Linked DNA regions of Mus musculus: all the other regions are linked to region 1. The links are chromatin contacts, called in public Hi-C and promoter capture Hi-C maps. All regions are on one chromosome and are shown on one strand. The core of a region is the stretch at or near the end of the contact, and the rest is flanking DNA. Distances in the headings are between cores, read along the strand shown.

Region 1 (2,968 bases), core at 22-2,521:
CCTGAGACATGAACATACTGTTTACACACATCGGTGAATCTAACTAATGATGACCCGGTGCCACGGTGAATAGATTCAGTTACAGAATGAATGGCTTCTGTCTTTCATTTTCATGCCTCCAGTTCCAATCCTAGCTGCTATTTACAGACTTGCTCATGTGCCCTGCAGCAGGTCTGATTTTCTCCCATGTGAGGCTATCTTGAGAGTGTGTGCTCGCTTGCGCTCAGTGCCCTGCTGCTGAAAACCCCATTCCTGTCCCGTGGCTGCCTTAGCAATTGAAACAGTCTTTAGCTTGAAAATGCAAGCAGGTTAACTCTGAGCTTGCTGCTGTTGCTACTACAAAGTCCTGGTTCTCATCTTCAGAGGACCACATTTCCAGGTCAGGGCACCACTGTTTAATCCCCCTAAACAAGCCATCTACTCACTCCATGGCTAAGCCTTGCTAAACTGAGATATAACCCCAGATGCCAGTAGGCAATTCTTTGTTACTATCGTATTCCGCTGCATTTTTTTAAATGCTTTTGAAACTTTCTGACAATATAACAAATTCATAGCATAAGAAATAATAGAATTATGAATCACCAAGCACAACAAATACAGAGAGTAAGTATTCCCCTTACCTGGATCATGGAAGGGCACCAAAGCAAAGTTGTAAAGAGGTCTCTTAGGTCTTTTCAAAGACGTCTCCAAAATTTTGGAAGCCCCTTCAATAACCTGAACTAAATCATCATACATGGACCCAGTCACATCAAACACAAAAGCCAGCGTGGACGCCCCCTCAGGAATCTCCTCAGCCCTGCTCTCAGACTGCGGAGTCCCATCTCCAGCTAGGGAAGAACGAAAAAGAGCCACCAGGAATACTGTGTGGACCACTTCCTGGGCAATCATTTTTTTCTTTTCTTTTCTTGTTTTGCTCGCTGCTTTTCTCTTTGCCCTAAGCTCCTAACCACTGTGCTTACTCCTCAACAGCAGGCAGAGGACTGGCTTCCTCTCTGGTGCCTCATCAGGCTTTTGCAGTCTCTGAACTAACTCAAAAGTTTTGGAGCGGAGAATGAGATGCAGACCAACCCGGAGCCCGGCTGCCTCCAGGAGCTGGGCTGGGCTGGGCAGGGATGCGGCGCCTTTTGTCCGGCTGGGTAGGTCCTGGGCTCTAAGCGGCCGCGTGCAGGGAGCTGCGAGTAGCCGAGCGCCCGCAGAGCGCGGGGTCCATGCCCTGGGGGACGCTGCGAGCCTGCGGTGCCGCCTCCGCCGCCGCGCTCCAGGCCAGCGACTGAGCCTCCCAACTTTCCACAGCTAGCCCCTTGGAGGCGAAGCCCGGCGCGACCTCTCCTTCTGATTGGCCAGCGGCCGTCCCTCCTCTGCTGGAGCCCCCACCCCGGAGGGCGACTTTCCCCCTCTGTGAGTTCCAAGTCTCTCCAGTACCGGGGAAGCGCTCGCAAAGTCAGCTCTGGTGTTCCCTTCAGAGCTATAGCCAATCTCCAAAACTCCAAGGTAAACAATGGCTTTCAGGAATGTGTGGCCCACTCCCAAATTCAAGGGCATCACATTAGCTAGCACAAAGGGAATTGGTGCACGTTTTTTCCCCTAATGTCTGTGCAAAGCTGCTTCAGACAACACCTAATTCCCCAGCCCACCCCAAGTGCAGAAGCTAAGATGCCCCAGCCTAGCTTCCTGTCCCTCAACCCAACATTCAGCCCCGCCAGAAGGGGGAGCTGGAGCTTTCTTTCCTCTAGGCTGCAGCTACAGGATGGATGGTTCTTTGATCTTCCTTGGGGAGTGTTTAGATGAGAGGAAGGCACGGAGTTGGGAGAGGCAGGGAGAGGGAGCTGTAGAGGCAAAGGAGAATGGAAGGAGATAGGGGGAAAGTAAGAGACATCACAAAGTCCCTAGCTGTGCTGTGGAACTGGGAAAGGAAACTGGGTATCAATAAAACATTGACGTCCAATAGAAAGAGCAGTGTTTGTCTGTCTGTCTGTCTGTCTGTTTGTTTGTTTGTTTGTTTTTAAAGAAAGAAAAGAAAAGGGGAGGGGAGGGGAAGGGAGGGGAGAAAAAATTCTGGGGGAGTTGAAATTTCGTTATCAAGATTCACTTTGCTGATCAGCCTAAATCCTCTGCGAAGCATGGTGATGCGATAGTATTCCCATTTCACATACCCTCCAGTACAACTATGTGTCACGTCTCAGGCAAAGATCCACTGAAATGTTGTTCCTCTCAATGACATTTTCCTGCCAAAACTTAAGGAAACTTTACGGTGGAAAACATTACAATGTTCTTCCAAGTCGCAATCATTATATACATTATAGCCGGATTAACAGATTTCAGAAGGTAAGCGAAGAAAGTCATTCATGCGCTAACCATTCTTTGTTCCCCTTTAATAAATACGCCCCCCTCCCCCAGGAAAGGGGCTATTGTCTGGATGCAAGCATTCGAAGTACAGCACTTGGGCAGCTTTAAACTGGGTTTGAGTGTGTATGAGACCACCCTCTAGCATGGGGCAGCCTGAGAAAGGGCCAGCTCCCACCAGCCTTTTATAATCTCCAACTGTCTTCTCTTTCAGACCCACCATCTGTGGAACTTGATTTTATGATACCTATAAGTCATGTCACTTAAAGGAAGCACACGGGCCATTTGGGCTGGTGTGGGAACATGAGAGGAGAGGGAGGGAACATGTTTCCTTTCCAAGTAGTATTTAGAGAATGTTGAATGCTATTTGAGTAGTCCATTCCTTTGTTTATTTAAAAAGGATTTCATTCTAGGTCATAGAGACCTGAGTTATTCCAGGTGCTCAGAGAGGTGGGAGAGTTCTGCATTCTACACCGGGTGTAGACAACCAGGTGCTAAGTCCTGCATGGGGCTTAATAGCTGTGACCTTCAGCAAGCTACCTACCTTCTTCCTGCCTTTTTTAAAATTTATTTACTTGTAATAGGAAACATGGCAGTTACCTAATCAGAATTAAACGATCTATAC
Region 2 (2,857 bases), core at 282-2,781, 230 kb before region 1:
AGCCACATCTGCAGATTGGATATACAGCTGTCCTCCACCAGTGCTGGGGTTCTGTTTTTAGCCTGGAATAGACTTCCTTTCACTCTGCAGCTTTGTGTGCATTGTTTCCTGTACTACACAGAGCCTGGCTTGTGGCCAGTCAGCAATCCTGGCTCTTCTCCACAGCAGAACCAACTTTTCTCGTTGTAGCTTGTGTTATCACCTCTCCTGCAAGTGTAATGTCTGTTGTTGAAATACTGACAACCCTTTAACCCAGTTTCCAAGGGACACCCCTCAATGACATCACCTCTTTATTGGCATGGTGACTTCCCTTTTTGATATATATAGACACACACACACACATCCTTTAACAGTAGCTAACATATACATGGTACATTGTATGTGGCTACTGGATACTAGTGAATGAATTATTGAGTTATCATGGAAAGCTATGGTAACAATTCAAATTTGTGTTTATGTATAAGAAAGTGGTAGAGACACCTCACCACATTACATTTGAACTTGCACTTTCGAAAGGAAAAAGACAATTTCAAAAGCCTTCTTACAAAATTTAAGATAAAAACAATTGAAAAAGATGTTTTTGAGAAGAGAATGTTTTACCTCTGTTTAGATAGTTTTTCTTAATTTGTATGTATACATATGAATTCAACCTATAAAAATGACCAGTAGATATTTTAAATATAGTTCACAATGTAACACATTTTTTGCTTATTTCATTTCTATAATTTAATTCTTTCTAGAGTGAACATAGTCAATTAATCTAAAACATGAAGCTTGATGTGGTATGTGATAACTCAAGAGGCAGAGAGATCTCTGTGATTTCAGATCAGCCTGTTCAAATAGTTTCAGGCAAGACAGAGCTACAGAGTGAGAACCTATCTTGATGATGATGATGAGGAGGAGGAGGAGGAGGAGGAAGAGGAGGAGGAGGATATTATAAAATGTAAATATTTTTATGAAAAGAGGGAAGCTAAGTCTAAAAGTCTCAAACTGTACAAGGCCCAGGTCTTAGGCAGAGGAATGTTGCAATGGACTAAATAATAAATTTAAAAACAGTAAAAGATTATAGAGAAGACTTGGTTATGGTGGTTATGAAATCCACCAACTCAGGGAAGAGAAACCTCCCTTTTATTAAAATGTTAAATTATAATTATCAATGAAAAGTGATACTCTAGCATGTTATGGAGAAAGTAATGGAGAAGGAAAATCTGGATTCATAGCAAAAGAGCAAACTCAAGTTACACCCACAAACCTAATCAAGATGGGAGAAATCATGCATTGCAAGTAGATTCTTGAACAGCATCAGGCACCAGACATCAGATTAGGGAACATCCACACTGGGTCTCAAAACAAGAAGCAAATGAGAACACCAGGCCTGCAAGAGCAGCCAAAACAACGTCCACCACAAACAAACTTCCAAAATGAAGCAGCTCCTAGCTGAGCCAAGAAGACTTAAGTACTTCCTCCTCCTGACTGTGGCCAACACAGCCTCCAAGTGAGGTTCTTTGTGTGTGTGTGTGTGGGGGGGGGGGGGGTGGAATGAGTCGTGACTAGATCACTGAAACAGGAGACCAGAAGAGCAGTGTTGAGTGGTTGTCAGTACATAGTGGTGGTGTTTGTTTTGTTTTGTTGTTTTGAAGAGAGTGTGTGTATGACTCAGAAGGGGTAATTCCCACAGAGTGATTTCAAAGGGCAGTCCCACTGTTATTGGTTTGTGATCTTGGGAAAGTCACTTCAGCCTTTTCCCAAGTTTAATTTCTCTGAACAAAAAGGAATAGTAGTATGTCATACGTTAAGTAATAGTAGTATGATCCATCTTTACTAATCATGGACCATAGAAAACTACCTAAAAACTAATTGTATTAAACGTGAAAATTATAGTTAATTTATTAGGTCTTAGTCCTCCTAAAGAATAACCTAAACTAATGATGTTTGCATTTAGTTTAACTTTTGATGCAGCAAGCAGCCTCCTAAGATAATGTGTGATTCCTGTTGATTTCCTAAGCATCTGTGTAGCACATTGAGATATGCATGGGCTAACACCATAGTGTATTCTACTGTCTTCAGAGATAACTATGACAACATAGACTCATATATATATGTCATAAACAAATTTGCCATCTTGCTCTAAACACTGTTCCGAATTATTTTCCTTGCCCCAACACGGTTAAATCTATATTCCTTCTGTGGCAACTCTTGCATTATGTTAGTTAGAGATTTTCTTTCCTTAAATGACTAGACACATTGCTTTGGTTCCATCAAATCACAAACCACAAAACCACAGTGTAAGACTCAAACCCTGTGTGGTGTGGAATGCTTAGAGAAAAAAAAAATCCTGCCAGACCAACTTTTTGTTTGATGTTTCCAATCCTCTCTTCTTCCAAATGACTTCACAATTCACGACCCCCTTTACAAGGGATGAGAAGCATTGGTAACTTTCCCTGGTGACCTGAAATGTCCATCACGTAAAGCCATGGTAATGAGAAACAGAAAAAACGATGCTTGCTACAATAAGTTAAAACTCAAGAAGGATATCAAACAGCCCTTTTGTTGATTTTTTTGTTGTTGTTCTAGTATTGCTGCTGTGAGGTAACTGCCCCACCCTAAACAATTCAAAAGCCCTAAGAGCCATATGACATGAATAAAAGCATGCTTTTGTTTTTAAGTCACGAGCAATTCAGAAATATGCCCAATCATTTTGGAACTCAAATGAATAATTTTATTCACTACTAAGCTTAGTACTTAACTTTTTTCAAGCCCTTTCTTAAAAAAAAAAGTCAAATTGAAATAATGAATTTCACATTAAAAGACCAAAATCTAATCTTGAATATTGTATCACTTAATGTATGCATTCCAA
Region 3 (3,283 bases), core at 46-2,545, 250 kb before region 1:
GTAGTAGAAAAGCTTTCAGCTGTCTTGAAAGGAGTCTTAGATTAAGCAAGCTTGATGGGCTGGAAGAGCCTTTTCGTGAGAGAAATAAAACAAGAAGGATGGAAAAGTACCAACTCAAAGAGTTGTTTGAAGCAAGAGCGTTTCTATTGTGTTGAAACGTTGTTAGAAGGATTGGCAGGTGGAATTGTGCAAGTATTGTATTTTGAGTGTAATGAAGAATACTGGAGTCACATCACATAATTACAAGCTGGCATCCATGCCTGTGTCCCTGAGTCTTACATACCTTTTGCAGGGCATGGAAATTCGATGCGCTGATTGGCCAACCTTTCTTGGAACGGAGTGTTAAAAGGAGGTTGCAGGTCTTCCACTGAAGGTGGTTCTAGTAGAAAAACAAATGCACCGTGTCTGACTTTCCTTAGACTCTCTCTCATTCTGGTCCCTTTAGTCTTTGGTCGCTTAGTGATTTTTCTGCCTTTCTGATCTCCCGACAGACATGTCTGTTTGTTGTTCAATCACAAAGCACTGCATTTGTCCCCACGTCTATATCTTCATATCCTTCCATTGCCACGTAAACCTTTGCACTCTCTCACCCATTTTAATAGGTTTCTTATAGGTATACTATTGTGAAATACAGTCCCATTTGGGTTAATATTCTACACAACCTGTGTGTAAAGTCTGTAATTATGTTCCTCTGAGATTTTAGAAATGTCTACCTTTCTCCTTTGACTCTAACTTAGTAAGGTTTGTTGAGTGAATAAAATGAGCTAATAAGCTCCCTACTAACATTTTAGATCTTCACTTCCCAGGAACTGTGATGTCCCAATTATTAAGTGCTAAGTGTTGTACTGATTACTCTACCCTGCTGCGCTAACTTCCTGCCTTTGTACTGGCCTTCCCTCTGGCAGGGTGAGACAGAAAACATCCAGTGATTAGCTCCTGCCAGCCAGTGAGATCTCACCTAAATCCTGCTTCTTTAGAGAATTAGAGAATTCCTGCCTGGCAATCCAACCCAGTTCCCAGGACAGCGATCCTATTTTAATTTCCCCACTGAGCTTTTTTCCTTCTCTATGAATCTTGTTTCTTTCTTTGCTTGCTTTATGTCTACTTGCACGAGAATAGCTTAAGAAAGGAGGGGCTTTGGGTCACAATGTCACCACCATTGCCTAAACCAGGACAGATATTAGGCCCAACCTGCATAACAAACCTCAAAATAAAGCCAACAACAATAGAGGAGCCGTGAGCCGTGAGCTCTCAGGGATCAGTTGAGATGAGGTATGAGGTGAAATGCTACTCCAGCTTGCTCCAGCTGCAATTTCTCCCAAACCAGAAAGACTGGGTGGGCCATTACCTAGGACTGCTTCATTTTATACACCGGGGCCTTTAGTTTCAAAAGTAAACATGAAAATGTCACTCAGGCTTAGCTAATCATGTGTTTGCTTCTGGTTAAGGCTCCCTTTAGAGCTAAAGTTCTATGTAGAAATCGCTCTAAAGGGCTGCATGATTGCACATCCTGTGCAGAGCTCCGGGTGGGGGGAATGGGGGGGGGGGTCCTCGTTCCACTCCTCAGCCTCACCTGACCAAACACAGTTCTTATGCCAAAACCCACCTTGGACATGCAATGTGACCTCTGCTTCATCACTTCCGGCTATGTTCGTGGCAGCACATGTATATACGCCAGCATCTGAGATCACAGCCTGCTCAATGCTCAGCGTTCCGTCTGGGCTACCAGGATGCTGCGCTCCATCAAGGAACGGCCTTCCGCTTTTAAACCAGGTGATCACGGGAGGCGGAGACCCGTGGGCATTGCATAGGATGTCCACTCTCTGGCCGACTTGGACTTTTATGTGTCGATTTCCATGCTGTATTTTTGGAGGAACTGGAAAGCACAACTGAGCATTAATCATCAAATATTTAAAAGTCCCTATATTTTTTGATGTAGAATGAGAACTTCTTACCAAGAAGTCACACAAAAAGAGTGGAATAGTCACTTATTAGCTGTGTGATGTAGGGCAGGCCAGCAGCCTCCTGAGATCCATTTCTTTAACAATCCAGGCACAATTAACTATGCAGGCCCAGAACCAGTGCACTGAAGGAACTATAGGAAATGGCAGGTACAGTAATCCTGGTCCCACACTTGATGAATAGTAAGCACTTACCAATGCTGAGTTTCCTTTTGTTTATAAGTGATGTAAGGTTAAAAGCCCTTTCAGGACCCCTATCTATCAGAGCAAACCAGAAAAACAATTCTTTTTGTGTAGTCTGTTTGTATCCTTTATGGAAGACAGACACTAAGAAAATGTTCTTAAAGCTTTCTCCTAATTTCAGAGACAAAACCTACAGACAGTGTTTATTGTCTAAAGATAAAATAGGATAAGTGATTAATATATCTGATGCCTGAGAATTGGTAAGTGACGGGACCCTCCTTTAATGCCAAAACTCTAGTTCAATGGGATGCCATTGTCATGACTGGTCTAGAAATGCAACCGGGTTAGTACCATCTCAGGGAATTCCCTCTGATATTTAGATATCTGGGATCTACACGATACCTTCCACAAAGGTAGGTAATCAGTGCACTGAAGGGATGAGTGACTGGTGGGCTGTCGTAAATTAAAGGGATAAAACACTTCCATTAGAGAGGCACAATGCAATCAAATAATGATCGAAAGGAACATTTTCTCAGTTACAGTGTTCATATGTCAGATATGACTGTTTAAAAAGTATGATGTTCTTCTATGAGAATACAGCTAGCTCTCAATGTTTTAAACACATTTCCAAAACTGTAATTGATACACTTGGAAATGGAGAAGGGGGAGTTATTTGTAGATGGCTAACAAACCTTTCAGAGTAAATGAAAGAGAAGGACAGACTTACAACTCAGGAATCTTTAGTCTTTATGCAACTTGGAGGCTCACTGTCACAAAGGCTGTGGCCCCGTGGACAGAGCCATCACTGGCCTCCCTTTGAACACTCACCGTGGACACTTAATTTAACGGACTGAGTCACATTCCCAGCAATATTTGTGGCAACACACAGATACATCCCACTGTCTGAAACGCGGGTCTCTGTGATCTTCATTGAGCCAGAAGGGAGGAACGTGTGTCTAAAAGGGAAACCCACACATCAGACCATAGAACCCGAGAGTGCAAACATCCCCTGCGCAGCGGCGCTTCAGCGTGAAATTTCTGTACTGCACGCAACGTTTGAAACAGTTCTCTCCACTGTAGCATGTATCAGCCATAGAAATGGAATTCTCATAACTATCTTTTATATTCTGGATGATGTC

What was found. Promoter capture Hi-C pulls out the DNA fragments that hold promoters and counts their contacts. A called contact is a pair of places that touch in the nucleus more often than the background predicts.
Region 2: a promoter capture Hi-C map of neural stem cells shows a contact between it and region 1. The contact joins the enhancer-like site here to the promoter of Hmcn1 in region 1. A contact is called at or near these places in 11 of 39 promoter capture datasets (the C10 cell line, the HPC-7 cell line, embryonic stem cells and 7 more), 1 of 15 datasets of contacts at CTCF or cohesin (stem cell-derived epiblast-like cells), 41 of 484 Hi-C or Micro-C datasets (3T3-L1-derived adipocytes, the AML12 cell line, the C2C12 cell line and 25 more), 7 of 115 datasets of contacts at active chromatin or transcription factors (PVALB interneurons, bone marrow-derived dendritic cells, cardiomyocytes and 4 more) and 2 of 9 other capture datasets (adipose tissue and embryonic stem cells).
Region 3: a Hi-C map of nephron progenitors shows a contact between it and region 1, with 2.7 times the contacts expected there. The contact joins the enhancer-like site here to the promoter of Hmcn1 in region 1. A contact is called at or near these places in 3 of 39 promoter capture datasets (embryonic stem cells, frontonasal cranial neural crest and liver), 2 of 484 Hi-C or Micro-C datasets (both in nephron progenitors) and 3 of 115 datasets of contacts at active chromatin or transcription factors (cardiomyocytes, craniofacial prominence and embryonic limb bud).

The regions. Positions count from the first base shown.
Region 1 is chr1:150,992,164-150,995,131 of GRCm38.p6, forward strand. Hmcn1 (hemicentin 1) reads right to left here and starts at 1,272. Exons shown (of 107, transcript NM_001024720.3): 1 at 621-1,272. The coding sequence starts at 888.
Region 2 is chr1:150,759,605-150,762,461 of GRCm38.p6, forward strand. The region is part of intron 15 of Hmcn1 (hemicentin 1); the gene reads right to left. Among named protein-coding and RNA genes, the nearest start is that of Hmcn1, 230 kb to the right of the region's middle. Within about 2 kb of position 1,532, at least 27 of the 459 cell types and tissues checked have an H3K27ac peak or open chromatin away from gene starts, as enhancers often do. A contact at or near this core is called in bone marrow-derived macrophages, fibro-adipogenic progenitors and neural stem cells, where this site is marked.
Region 3 is chr1:150,741,981-150,745,263 of GRCm38.p6, forward strand. It overlaps Hmcn1 (hemicentin 1), which reads right to left. Exons shown (of 107, transcript NM_001024720.3): 23 at 2,973-3,100; 24 at 1,607-1,876; 25 at 284-379. Among named protein-coding and RNA genes, the nearest start is that of Hmcn1, 250 kb to the right of the region's middle. Within about 2 kb of position 1,296, at least 22 of the 459 cell types and tissues checked have an H3K27ac peak or open chromatin away from gene starts, as enhancers often do. A contact at or near this core is called in craniofacial prominence and nephron progenitors, where this site is marked.